Regions from separate parts of the Sus scrofa genome. Here region 1 is linked to region 2. The links are chromatin contacts, called in public Hi-C maps. All regions are on one chromosome and are shown on one strand. The core of a region is the stretch at or near the end of the contact, and the rest is flanking DNA. Distances in the headings are between cores, read along the strand shown.

What was found. A called contact is a pair of places that touch in the nucleus more often than the background predicts.
Region 1: a contact with region 2 is called in a Hi-C map of fetal liver, with 1.9 times the contacts expected there. The contact joins the promoter of SALL4 here to the enhancer-like site in region 2. A contact is called at or near these places in 4 of 47 Hi-C or Micro-C datasets (embryonic fibroblasts, fetal liver, heart right ventricle and 1 more) and 1 of 2 datasets of contacts at active chromatin or transcription factors (skeletal muscle).

The regions. Positions count from the first base shown.
Region 1 is chr17:53,099,489-53,105,833 of Sscrofa11.1, reverse strand. SALL4 (spalt like transcription factor 4) reads left to right here and starts at 2,811. Exons shown (of 4, transcript NM_001114673.1): 1 at 2,811-2,940. The coding sequence starts at 2,811.
Region 2 is chr17:53,021,214-53,026,909 of Sscrofa11.1, reverse strand. ATP9A (ATPase phospholipid transporting 9A (putative)) reads left to right here. Exons shown (of 28, transcript NM_001114672.1): 5 at 4,617-4,675. Among named protein-coding and RNA genes, the nearest start is that of ATP9A, 48 kb to the left of the region's middle. Within about 2 kb of position 2,184, at least 7 of the 83 cell types and tissues checked have an H3K27ac peak or open chromatin away from gene starts, as enhancers often do. A contact at or near this core is called in fetal liver, where this site is marked.

The DNA of each region.
Region 1 (6,345 bases), core at 1,562-4,061, 78 kb before region 2:
TGTTTTTTTTTTGGTCTTTTTGCCATTTCTTGGGCTGCTCTTGCAGCATATGGAGGTTCCCTGGCTAGGGGTCTAATTGGACCTGTAGCCATTGGCCTATGCCAGAGCCACAGCAACATGGGATCTGAGCCACGTCTGCAACCTACACCACGGTTCACGGCAACGCTGGATCCTTAACCCACTGAGCAAGGCCAGGGATCGAACCCGCAACCTCATGGTTCCTAGTCGGATTTGTTAACCACGGTGCCATGACGGGAACTCCTGTGTCTTTCTTTTCTTGATATAATATTCGTGGCAAGGTTTTCTTTGAGGAACACTTGACTTTGACTTTATCTGTAGGAGTTATTTCCGCGGACCCCAGATTTTTCAAGACAGGCTTAACATAAGTTTTCTCTTGCCCCAATCTTCGCCTGTTCAGCTGTCTTGCCTAGATTCATCCAGAGCCGGATGACAGGCATTCGGATGTGATAGAAGAATTTTGGAGTCAGACTTAGGGGTTGAACTCATCCGCATCCTCATTAGGTCCCTTCATGTCCTGAAACCTCAGTTTCTTCTTTTTCAAAATGGACAAAACAGTACTGATCTCTCTTGGTAGATGAAGCAAGAAACTGTGCATTTCATGCCATCTGTGGCTCCTACCAGGGGCTCAATCAATTATTATTATTATCACTTGGAGGCTAAAGAGGCACAGTTTTACTACCTGGTTATGAGTAGAAATGGCTACCATGTTTTCACTATTACCAACTAAAATAAATACATTTAAACAACTATATTTTACCTCAAGTTTTCCTTACACCACTAACATTTCTTGAGCAGTAAACCTGCTGCACATGCATTCAGATGGATAAATTACATCTCCTGCCACACTTCCTTTCATGGGAAAGGTGTTGGGAATATAAGCAGATTAGTGAGCAAGGCAGGCATTAATTGGCTTTTTTACTCAGTATGAGAATTCAAAACGGCTTCCATGTATTATTCAGCCAAATTCTTACCTTTCCAACTTGGCTGTTGACTGTAATTCTATCTTTTTTTGGCTTAAGGAACTTAACATAAAACAACACCCAGCTTTTTCAGAGACTCAAAAATTGGAGGTTACCCTCCCTTTCTTCACTAAGTTTTTATTCATGACCATGAATATCAAAAAGATGGTCGAGCTGATTCACTTTCTGCCTTGGGTTGTCCAAACACCCAGGTGAATGTATTTATGAGCTTAGCATTCTGTTTTGCTTGCATTCCCAATGAGCTTACAAAAAATTTTTACACACTGGGAACCTGATGAATAACTAATCAAGAAAATGCAATGTATAAATGTGGAGAAGAGTTTATACTTGCACAGTTCCTTACAATTTATTGTAATGCTAAAGAGAGACGCATGCCCAGAGGCACCAGGGAAACACCAATCAAAGACTTGGATGAAGTTTTCACCATTTATTCTACATTTATTGAGTATTTACATCATGCAAGGCAGTTAATAGAATAAAATACACAGAGATTTACTGTAGAGATGTATATAATATATACATATACACAGTACATATGTGTATATACATAATACATATTATATGTGTACATAATATATATAATGTTACACACACACAATTTTAGAAAATTGCAGGCGTCCGGTGTCAGGGTGATGTAATCACCTTGAACTATACATCTTTTCTATATTAAAGTCCATATTGCAAAAAAATTCCAATGACGATTATTTTAGCAACACCCAGTTACTCCAGCAGTGCCCACTGCTGATTCCATGGGAGATTTAAGAGAATCATCTCTCGGTAATAAAATGATGTTATCAGACATTTATGGCTTGGGGGGGAAAATGCAACCGTTTGTTGTTTCGATATTATCTCTGACTAGACTCGCTTTTAATCTGCCTTTTCTATATTTAGTATCCAGTCATTTTAAAATTAAAAAACCAAAAACTAAAAACCAAGGTCTGCACCGTGACAATAAACCAAATCTCGTTAGTACAAATCCTGGAGTTTATCATTTAGCATTTAAAGGAAATATACCGTGGTGAAGGGATAATCTGAAATTTGGAAATTTGGAAGGCCACTTTAAGAGCTGAGATGAGGTGGGAAGGTTGAATATATCAGCATTCACCATTCTTCAAACTCAATTTAAACCTTTCAATGAAAAAGGAGATGGGAGGGGACATGGGTCAAATCCCAGGTTTTTTCTTCGTTTTTTTTTTGTGTGTGTGTGGGGGGGGGTTGGTTTTGTTGTTTTGTTTTTCAGGTTTTTTTTTTGTTTTTTTTTTAATGTAAAATTTGAGCCAAAATATCCCACTGAAAAGACTTTCCTTCCCGGCTTCCGCGGATATCAACCTTACAAAAGTAATTTTTGGAGCACGCTACCAATTATACTCTTCTAAAACTTTTACGGAAGCTTCTAGTTTTTAGTAAGTACACAATTATTTTTCTTTTTCTCTCCAAGGACTCAAATAGCTGAAGCGAGGATGGGTCCCCCCTCTGATTTCGTCCACGATCCAGCCAATCTGAGCCCGGATGCTAATTAGTTGCGCTCCCCCGATGAACACGCCTTTGTCGCTTGCAGGGCCGGACTACAAAGCCCAGAATGCCTCGCCCCTCCCTGATCAATGAGGGCTTATTTAAATGATCTCTGAGGTCTTGGACCCAGGCCAATCAGCTGTCAGGGCTCATGATAAATCGCAATGCATTATTGATAATAATAATTACTGGGACATGCGCGTTCTGGCCGAAGGGGGGTAAATTTCCCAACTCCAGGAATTTGTGGTGGAGTGGGCAAATAACCGCGGCTCTCCAAGGCTCCCCGATGCTCGCACCATGTCGAGGCGCAAGCAGGCGAAACCCCAACACATCAACTCGGAGGAGGACCAGGGCGAGCAGCAGCCGCAGCAGCCCGCCGCGGAGTTTGCAGATGCGGCCCCATCGGCTCCGGTGGCCGGGGAGCCGGGTGAGTGGGGCTGGGGGCGCACGCCGGCGCGGGCAGTTTCCCCGACGCTCGCGGGACCCTCGAAGGCGCGGGCTTTGGGGGAGCCAGAGGCTCCTAGCGCAGATTCTGGAGCCAAGATCTGAGGACTCAGTTCCAGGGAGGAGCGGCAGCACCATTCCCCACCCCCGCCCTTGTTAATTTTACGCTTTTATCGCTTCTCCCCTCTTGTGTAAGTTTCACCCCCAGGTCTCTCTATTCTTATTGTAAAACTGACCCCCAGCCTCTCCTCCGTCCCTCTCATTCCTGGAAGGTTCGCTTCTCCTTGTCCTCTGCCCCTCTCTTAATTGGTTCCACTCCCCTCACTGGTAACCTCCCCCCCCCACTTGTAACCGAGGCTCCCCTCCTCCCTCCCTGGCGCCGCTTTTAAAAGAAAGACCCCGGGGGTCCCCACTCTTTCCTTCACCCATTGGGGGCTTTTCCAGGAAGCTGGGGAAGGGGCGCACCCTTGGAAGACTCCTGGGGGAGGGCGATCTGTTGCACGCGCCCCTCCCGGGACAAGAGGGGGGAGGGGGCGCGACCTCTCCCCACCCGCTGGAGCTGGGGTGCGGGCCACCCGCGCTGCGGAGGGCATTGGAGGGCCCGAGGAGGTAGAGGAGAAGGGCACAGTATTTCCCTTTAAAAAAAAATTTTTTTTTTTTTTTGGTTTTCCTCTTTTCTCCCGGGGCTACGTCGCCTGCCGATCTTCGCCCTAACCTTTCGGGGCCTGACCTCCAGCCATCTTTGATTTCCGACTTCCTAAAAATAACCGCGGCCCGCGGGAGGGGTGCGGGCCCCAGGGGCGGGGGTCGCGGGCGCACGGGCAGCCCCGCTGGGGTGCACGGGTCTGGCGTTTTGCGTTGCTTTTCTAGGGCGCCCGGCTTTCCAAAAGCGCGCGGCGGGGCCAGAGGGGAGAGGTCGGGCCAGGGCTGGGCGGTCGCGGCCAGGGCGAGCTCCCGGGGCTGACCCGGCCCACGCTTCCGAGCCGCGCGCCCCGGGGTCGGGAGGAGTTCGGGACCCCTAGACTGGTCGGGAGCAGCCGAGCAAACTCCTCTCTTCCTAGTCATTTCACCCAAGGGGCTTTAGGAGCGAGTCGATTTCCCACTATCTCCCCTCCGTCCCGGCCCGCCAAATTGTCGCCTGATAAGTTTTTAGCGTACGCGTGGGGGGAGGGGGCGTTTTAACCTCCTCTTGGGCCTTGTTGATGACTTCCCTCGCCGCCTGCTTTCTAATTTCCCAACCGGTGATGAGGTGTGCGCGGCAACCCCAGGCAATCCGAGCCACAACTCCTTTGGGGAGACGGTCGCTACTTTTTTGCTACCGTACCCTTTATTTCGCGGAGGGAATGTAGCAAGTTTCCTTAATTTTAAATAAGATAATGTATCATCCTTATTTCCTTCCAAATAACATTTTCTTCACGGCAAATTAAAGAGATCGGCCTGACCGAGGGGGCGGCTGTGCGTTTTGGGGCGTCCGATGGTCAGGGCAGCGCGCACCCGAGGTCGGAGGAGTGGACTCTCTTTGTGCCTTGGGAGGGGGTGGGGGGAGAATGGAGAGGCTTCGCTGCCTGGCCCACCTGGAACAAAAGGGTTAACCCTCCGCCCGCCTGCTTCCTCCCGAGAGGAGGGGCGAGCTCCTGGCTCTGACCCCTCCCCTGGTCCTGCTCTGACCTCCCCTTCCCCCTACCCCCTACATTTTGGGTGAGCGCACTTAAGTGGGGCTTTTGGTTGTGGTTGGCACTTAAGGGGAGCTTGTTACGGGGGTTGCTTCTTAAGTTAACGCAGGCTGGAGTTTGCAGTTAGCCGGAGCTGGTTGGGATCTCGGCGGGGCAGTGCGCTCCCTCCGCGATTTGGGAGGGGGAGTTGCTATTGATCGTTTGGCTTGGAGTGGATGGCTGAGTTGCGCGCGGGCGCCCCCTGGAGACCCAGCCTGGAACCTCGCCCTTGCTGAGAGGCGGGTCCCCATGCAGGTACCGGCTCACACCTGATGGATGAGAATGGGACGGGCTGGGGCAGGGGGTCGGAGAGCCCTGGCTAGGGATGGGAGCGCCTGGGGACTTTAATCTGTTGCTTGAGCTATCCCTGGCTCTGCCAGGTATTCTTTGCTATATCTTTGGAGTTCTTGGAAAGAATTCTTCCGGTCCTAGAATGTGTTTGCAGAACCCCCAGTTGCCACCATGGGACAGAAGGTAGTTTTCCCAAACAAGCAGTGAATGCATTTTGCATTTGAGCAGCCTCTGTGTGTGTGTGTGTGTGTGTGTGTGTGATTTTAAAAATCCAGTTTAGCCTGGTCTTAAAATTTTTGCAAAGCCAATTAGAGACCCACTTGTAAAGAATGCACGTTTTGAGAGAGGAAAATGAAGTCCAGCGATCAATTAGCAGATCAGAAAAATCTGCAGGTGGTCAGGAGACTCATGCTTCGCAGAGGAAAATTAGCATTTTCTCAAAAGAGTTCAAATGCCTTTTGTGCCAAACTGGATTACAACCATCAATGATTAAGATTCCCAAATTTCAAATAAACTGCCTAGCCCCAGTTTCTAAACTGCAATGACCTACACTGGCAGTAAGGATTCTGAGAATAGGGCACTTGGGAGCTCTTGTTTTAATTGAGGGAGAGGAAAGTCGTGATAGTAGCATTAGTTAGTGTTGCAGGCTGACTTTCTGTTTCCGAGTTCCTGAAAGAGGGGCTGCAACTTGCCCACAGCCCCTTTTGTTCCATTAAAAAGAAATTGCACAAGTCAATGATAGTTGCTTATTCAAGCCTCTGCTGCCTTCCTCAAGGTGGTGGGTGGGGGAGCCATCTTGGGAGGCCGGGATAGAGTTATTGCTTCCTCTTTTTAAATGAAGTTAAGTCTTTTGTAAGGTTTTAGAGTGAGATGTGCATTCCAGTCTGATTGTGTGACTTTCAGCTGTGTAACCTTGAGAACGGCTCTATTTTTGAGCTTTTGGGTTCTCTTTCTACACTATGGAGATGAAGGGTCCTGTTTAGATCGTTTGAAGGCTCACTGTGTTGGAAATGTGATCAGTAATTAATTTTGCTCAAAATAACAATGTTTTGGTTTTGATTGTGTCAAGATGGTGCTGAACTGCCAAGTGAAGTAATTCTGCAGTTTTATCTGCCGCCTGCTCTGTGCTGGGGACCTCGGGTACATAATCCATAATTCTCATTTTAGAGTAAACTTCAGCTCCTGGTTGCGGTGACTTGCCCAGGGTTGCCTTGTCCGGTTTGATTTGAGCCTGGCTCTAAAGCCAAGACGCTGTGGTGTTTATCAAGGTTTTAGAGGAATTGGTTATGGAATGGGATGTTCTATCAGTTGCTTTGATGAGGGACCCAGGGGTGCTGAGTGTGGTTGGTTTTGAGTTTGATCTCTCCTTCCTTTTAATTTTTGAG
Region 2 (5,696 bases), core at 935-3,434:
GTTTTGGCCTGGGGGGCGCCGTGGAAGACTTGCGGGGTTTCCGTTGTCAGACCACGGCCGGATTTTCCCGTGCGCATCAGGATGAAGATGTGACTGCGTGTGTTCACTGCTGTTCGGGACCAGCTGCGTGCTTTGTGGGGCTCAGTGCAGAAGGAAAATATGGGCTCCCTTGTGCAAAAGTGGGGAGGAATTTTAGAGGAAGACAGGAGTCACTCATCCACGCGGGGGCGCATCTGGGTGAATACGCGGGTCACAGGCCCGAGAGGCGTGCTGCTTCTGGCAGTTTTAGGAGTTAACTAGGGTAGATGACAAAAAGTAAGTAAAAGAATAAATAAATAGGAGTGCTTGGGAATCTCTAGGGTAAATGACAAAACAAAACAGAAACAATAGGAGTGCTTGAGAAGTTTGTCCTTGTGGGGCTGGGAGCGAATGTCCTTCCAACCACCAGGTAATGGACTGTAGGGAGAGTGCCTCTTTCGAGGTAGGTGATAATTGCTATCAATATGCTATTTTTCTTTTCTTTTTTTTTGTCTTTTTGCCGTTTCTTGAGCTGCTCCCGCGGCATATGGAGGTTCCCAGGCTAGGGGTCAAATCGGAGCTGTAGCCACCGACCTACACCACAGCCACAGCAACACCAGATCCTTAACCCACTGAGCGAGGCCAGGGATTGAACCTGCAACCTCATGGTTTCTATTCAGATTCACTAACCACTGAGCCACGACGGGAAAAGCTCTTTTTCATTTCTCGTATTCCTTTACTGGGACGCTGGGAAGCTCTGCCAGAGTGCGAGAGTTTCTTGTTCTTCCTTTTTGTGCAAGGACGTCGGTAGAAGACTCAGAACGGTGGTTCGCATGAGACTAGAAATCGTGGGGGGGGGCCTCCTCCACAGTCTCAAGAGTTGTCTTGTTCCAGGAGTTCATCCCAGCGGCTGCCGGTCGGGCCCTTCAGTGCCCACTGCAGTCCGCTTTCTCTGCCTCCTCTTCCTCCTGCCCCGGCTGTGCCTTCCCACCAACCTGCCGCTTCCTCGGAGACGGGCGTTTTGTCAGATGAACGCTAGACGCCGGTAGCGGTGTCTGCATCCCTTGTCTTTCCTTCCTGCCGCTCTGCCTCCTTTCATGCTTCTGGGCTTTTCTGTCTTTTCTCAGAAAGGACACACAGGCACACCGATACCCACTAAACGCGTGTCCTACATACAGGCCCAAACGTCACATTTTTGATCACCCAGAAATGTCACCGTGGTCCTGGAAGTCCAAATTTACGAAGGTCGGGACCCACTCGTGTGTTTGCTCAGTAGTCTGAGGGTCTCCCGTTGTGGTTGTGGAGGCTGCGGAGCTGAGGCTTATGCCCGCCGAGCACCAAGCTGCTAAAGAGGGAGCCGTGGCTGAGAAACGCCCGTGACCTTGTGGCGGCGTGGCTCCTGAGATGGAGCCGGCATCCGGGTGCCCGACGGCCCGTTACAGTAGGAGCGTTTGTGGGAGGGATCGGCCTGCTGGGGTGAGTCAGACACTGCTCTGCAAATACGGCAGATGAAAGGTTTTTTTGGTTGAGGTAGAGCAGATGGACAGAGAGGCAGAGTTCAGATGAACCGAGATCATAAATCAGGACTCCGTCGTAGAAGGGAAAATCTGGGCCCAGCCACTTAAAAGTTAGAGCAACGTTAATTTATTGTATAGGTTTTTCTTATTGGAAGAGCAGCTCATGCTTATTTTAGAAAAATCCTTGAAGAATTCAGAAAGGAGGTATGCCAAAGAAAAGGATTGATCTCCTTTCTTCTCAGAAACAATCCCCATTAACCCTTTCAGTCTAAGCCCCCTGGTTTTGGCCTCTGTCTCCCTAACACACACGTATCCATAGCGGTTATTATTTCATAAGCAGTATAACAGTGTCCTTCTTAGGGCTCAATATTAAGAGAAATCCCGTAAGTAGCTCTGAAAGATCAGAACACAGGCTCACTGATGATTTGGGTCAGGCCACCAGCATAAATTTCGGTCATAAACCCCAAGACAACGTGTAAATTTATGTTTGGGAAAGTTGAGGGGAGCCCAGGGGAAGGGAAAGTTCGCCGGCGCAGGGGGCCACGCTGAATTTACGAGCTTCCTTCGAGGAAGGCCCTGATGGCTCCCCCGAAAGCACCGTGTGTCTGTGTGTGTTTGTCCTGCTGCCCCCTAGTGGGACAAGAGGAATTGTTCTGGCAGGAACATAGTTCTGTGCATCTGGCTCACTGTTCCTTTCGCCATTTCTGAGGAGCCGCCTCCTAGGGTTGGCGTTTGTTCTGCATTCCTTCTGTAAAGGCTTTGACGTTGTGGACGGTTGAGGCTGATGGGTCTCTCGTGAGGGTGCCCAGGCTCAGGCCATTGGGTCTGAGTTGTGCTTTAGGAAGGCGAGACTCTATCACAAGCTGACCTCGTACTGGGAGCTGCTCTAACGGGGAGGATTTAAACATCTTGCGAGCAGTGGAGGGTCATCCAGCTCATGCCATCGGCCGTGGGCTTTCTGGAAGTCAGTGGAATGCTTTGCCACAGCCCAACAGTGGGGAATTGCTAAAATGACCCACGGCATTAAATTAGGTGAAAAGTGTCCAATAGTGTGGAAAATCCTAAAAATCCAGAGTTGCACACTGCGATTATTTCATTAGCGTCTTTAAGTTCCATTTAACCCTAAAGAAACTCCCGCCAGTTCCCAGGTGGTGGATGCTGGGTATGGGTTGAATGAAGGAGTCCACGGTGAGGGACAGGAGATTCCTGACTCCCGGTCACCCTTGCTCTGGGACATCTGTTTTATCGAGGAGGACTGAGGGTCGTTACTGTGTTTCCTCTCTCTGCTGAATGTTTATAAGTTAAATGGGCTTATTATGAGACGCCCATAACATGAAGAGTTTTAATGCTGTTGCTCCCTTGTATGGGAATTTGACTCATCGACAGGATCAAGACGCACCTCCTTGATAGGCTTGTTCCCCGGATGCGGGACCACCTGGCCCCACCAGCCCCTCATCTCTTCCTCTTCCACGCGGTGCTTCCGGTCTGCAGGTGCACACACGTGTACTCATCCGTTTCTCCCATCTTGTGCCTTCCTTTTACCTGATGCTGGTAACCAGTATCCGCCATCTGGTTAAAGCTGACCCGGACTCTCCTGTAAAGCACTTGCTGACACCCCCCCACCCCTGGCCTGTTCATTCGTTATTGTCTATTGCTGCCTTCCCTCCGCTCCAGCTGCGTCCCACGTGTCCCCACCCTTAGAAGGCCTGGCCTCCAGCAGGTGTGCCAGTTAACGGTGCTTGAGTGGTGAGTGCAGAGCCTTCTCTGTGCCGGGCCCTGCTCCCTGTCCGCCTTCAGAGGGCGAGGTCTCCTTCCTCTGCTCCCTTCATGCACTGGACTCACTCCATCGCTTCATATGCTATTTTGCACTAACAGCATCTGTCTGGCTGTCTTTTTTACCAGCTCTTGGGTTTGGAGACTGTAGCCAGTGGGCCAAGTCAGTTCACCACCTTTCTTTTTGTTTGATACAGTCCAGGAACCAAGAACAGCTCTTACGTTTTAACATATAAATGTACAGGAGTTCTCATTGTGGCTCAGTGGAAACAAATCTGACTAGCATCCATGGGGCTACAGGTTCGATCCCTGGCCTCACTCAGTGGATTAAGGATCGGGCGTTGCCGTGAGCTGTGGTGTAGGTCACAGATGTGGCTCGGATACCGCGTTGCTGTGGTTGTGGTGTAGGCTGGCAGCTGTAGCTCCGATTCGACCCCTAGCCTGGGAACTTCCATGCTGCAGGTGCGGCCCTAAAAAAGACAAAAGACAGGAAAATAAAAAATAAGACAAAAGTAAGATACACACACACACACACGAAGACTGTTGGCTTTGGGGAGGAAGTTGCTGGGAATGCCGAGGCCGCCTGTTGGCCTGCAGAGCCACACCGCCTCCTGTCCTGCTCTTCCCCGGACAGGCCTGCCGATTCCTCTCCGAGACCGTGAGCTTTTTCACGGGGGGGAGGACTGTCTTTGATCTTTGAATTCCTAGGACCTGACGCTCAGTAAATGTTTTTCGAGTCGATCGGATCTCCTTGTTCTTTCTTCCATCTTCTGGAGTCGCTGGGCGTGGACTCTTGGGGCTGGCCTCTTCTAACTGTGGGCTCCCGGAAGGTGGGGCGTCTCTGAGCCCCCTGTCCTTGTCAGAAAACTAGAGATGGGATCTTCTGGGGCCGTAGAGGGGCGCGAGTGAAGCCACCAGCGTGTCCGTATCTATACAGCACTTAGCACAGAATTAGTGTTTAATGTCAGCTCCTATTATCCAGATAAACAGCCGGCAAGAGTCGTGTGGTCTGATCATAGTCATATAGAGCAGGCTCCCTAGCAGCTGCAAATTTAACAAAAATCCGTCATTTGGGGGTAGCCTCTTTCTTGGTGGAGGTATCGAGAGTTCAGTGTTGACCGTATTCCCTCTTCTCTCGTGTGTGTGTGTGTGTGTGTGTGTGTGTGTGTGTGTGTGTGTGTGTGTGTAGCCGGGGTGGGCGTGGGGGTGGGGACACACTTCTGGGTCTGTAGGCTGGTGGACACTGTGGAGTTGGTCAGAATTGAAATGAAGTCGGACGTCACGTCTCTTGGGCCCGTTTCTTTGCAGGGACAGTGAAGGTGAAGAGCTGCAGCATCCAGGTTGGAGATCTTATCATCGTGGAAAAGGTGAGTGGGTGTGGCAGCTTGTGACTCTGCGGTGGGGGGCGGTGAGCCCTGGCCACTGCTTCACGCGTCCTAACGTGTATTGTGTCTCTGGTGGCCTTACTGAATGTTTGCTTTCTGGGATTCCACTCAGCAGCTTATCGGGAGAAGAATCTTTTTTTTCCATGAGATGCACACACACAGTATTTTTTTCAAGGTTTTTGGGTGCTGGTTGGCCAGAAGTCCCACTTATAAGCACAATTAATTTTGATTTCCTGTTTGTTGTTTTGGAGGGTTTTTTTTTTTTTGTTTTTGCTTTTTGTTTTTGTCATTTTAGGGCCACGCTCATGGCATATGAAAGTTCCCAGGCTAGGGGTCGAATCAGAGCTACAGCTGCCGGCCTACACTACAGCCACAGCAGTGCTGGATCCGAGCTACTACATCTGTGACCTACACCACAGCTCACGGCAATGCAGGATCCTTGACCCACTGAGTGGAGCCAGGGATTGAACCTGCTTCCTCATGGATGCTGGTCAGGTTCGTTGCCATTGAGCCACGATGGGAACTCCTTTTTTTTTTTTTTTTTTTTTTGTCTTTTTGTCTGTTGTTGTTGTTGTTGCTGTTGTTGCTATTTCTTGGGCTGCTCCCGCGGCATATGGAGGTTCCCAGGCTAGGGGTTGAATCGGAGCTGTAGCCACCGGCCTACGCCAGAGCCACAGCAACGCGGGATCCGAGCCGCGTCTGCGACCTACACCACAGCTCACGGCAACGCCGGATCGTTAACCCACTGAGCAAGGGCAGGGACCGAACACGCGACCTCATGGTTCCTAGTCGTATTCGTTAACCACTGCGCCACGACGGGAACTCCCGGAACTCCTTTTTTAAAAAAAGTTTATTTTTATTTTTATAACTTACAAAGTTTTTCCTAGAAGTCTGCTGGTTGCATAAGGACATGGAAATGTTTGTCATTTACCTTTTGAAGGATTTTGGCTCCCGTTTTTTGACTTAAACATTGTGCTTTTCTGTCGTTTTATGGGGAGTAGAG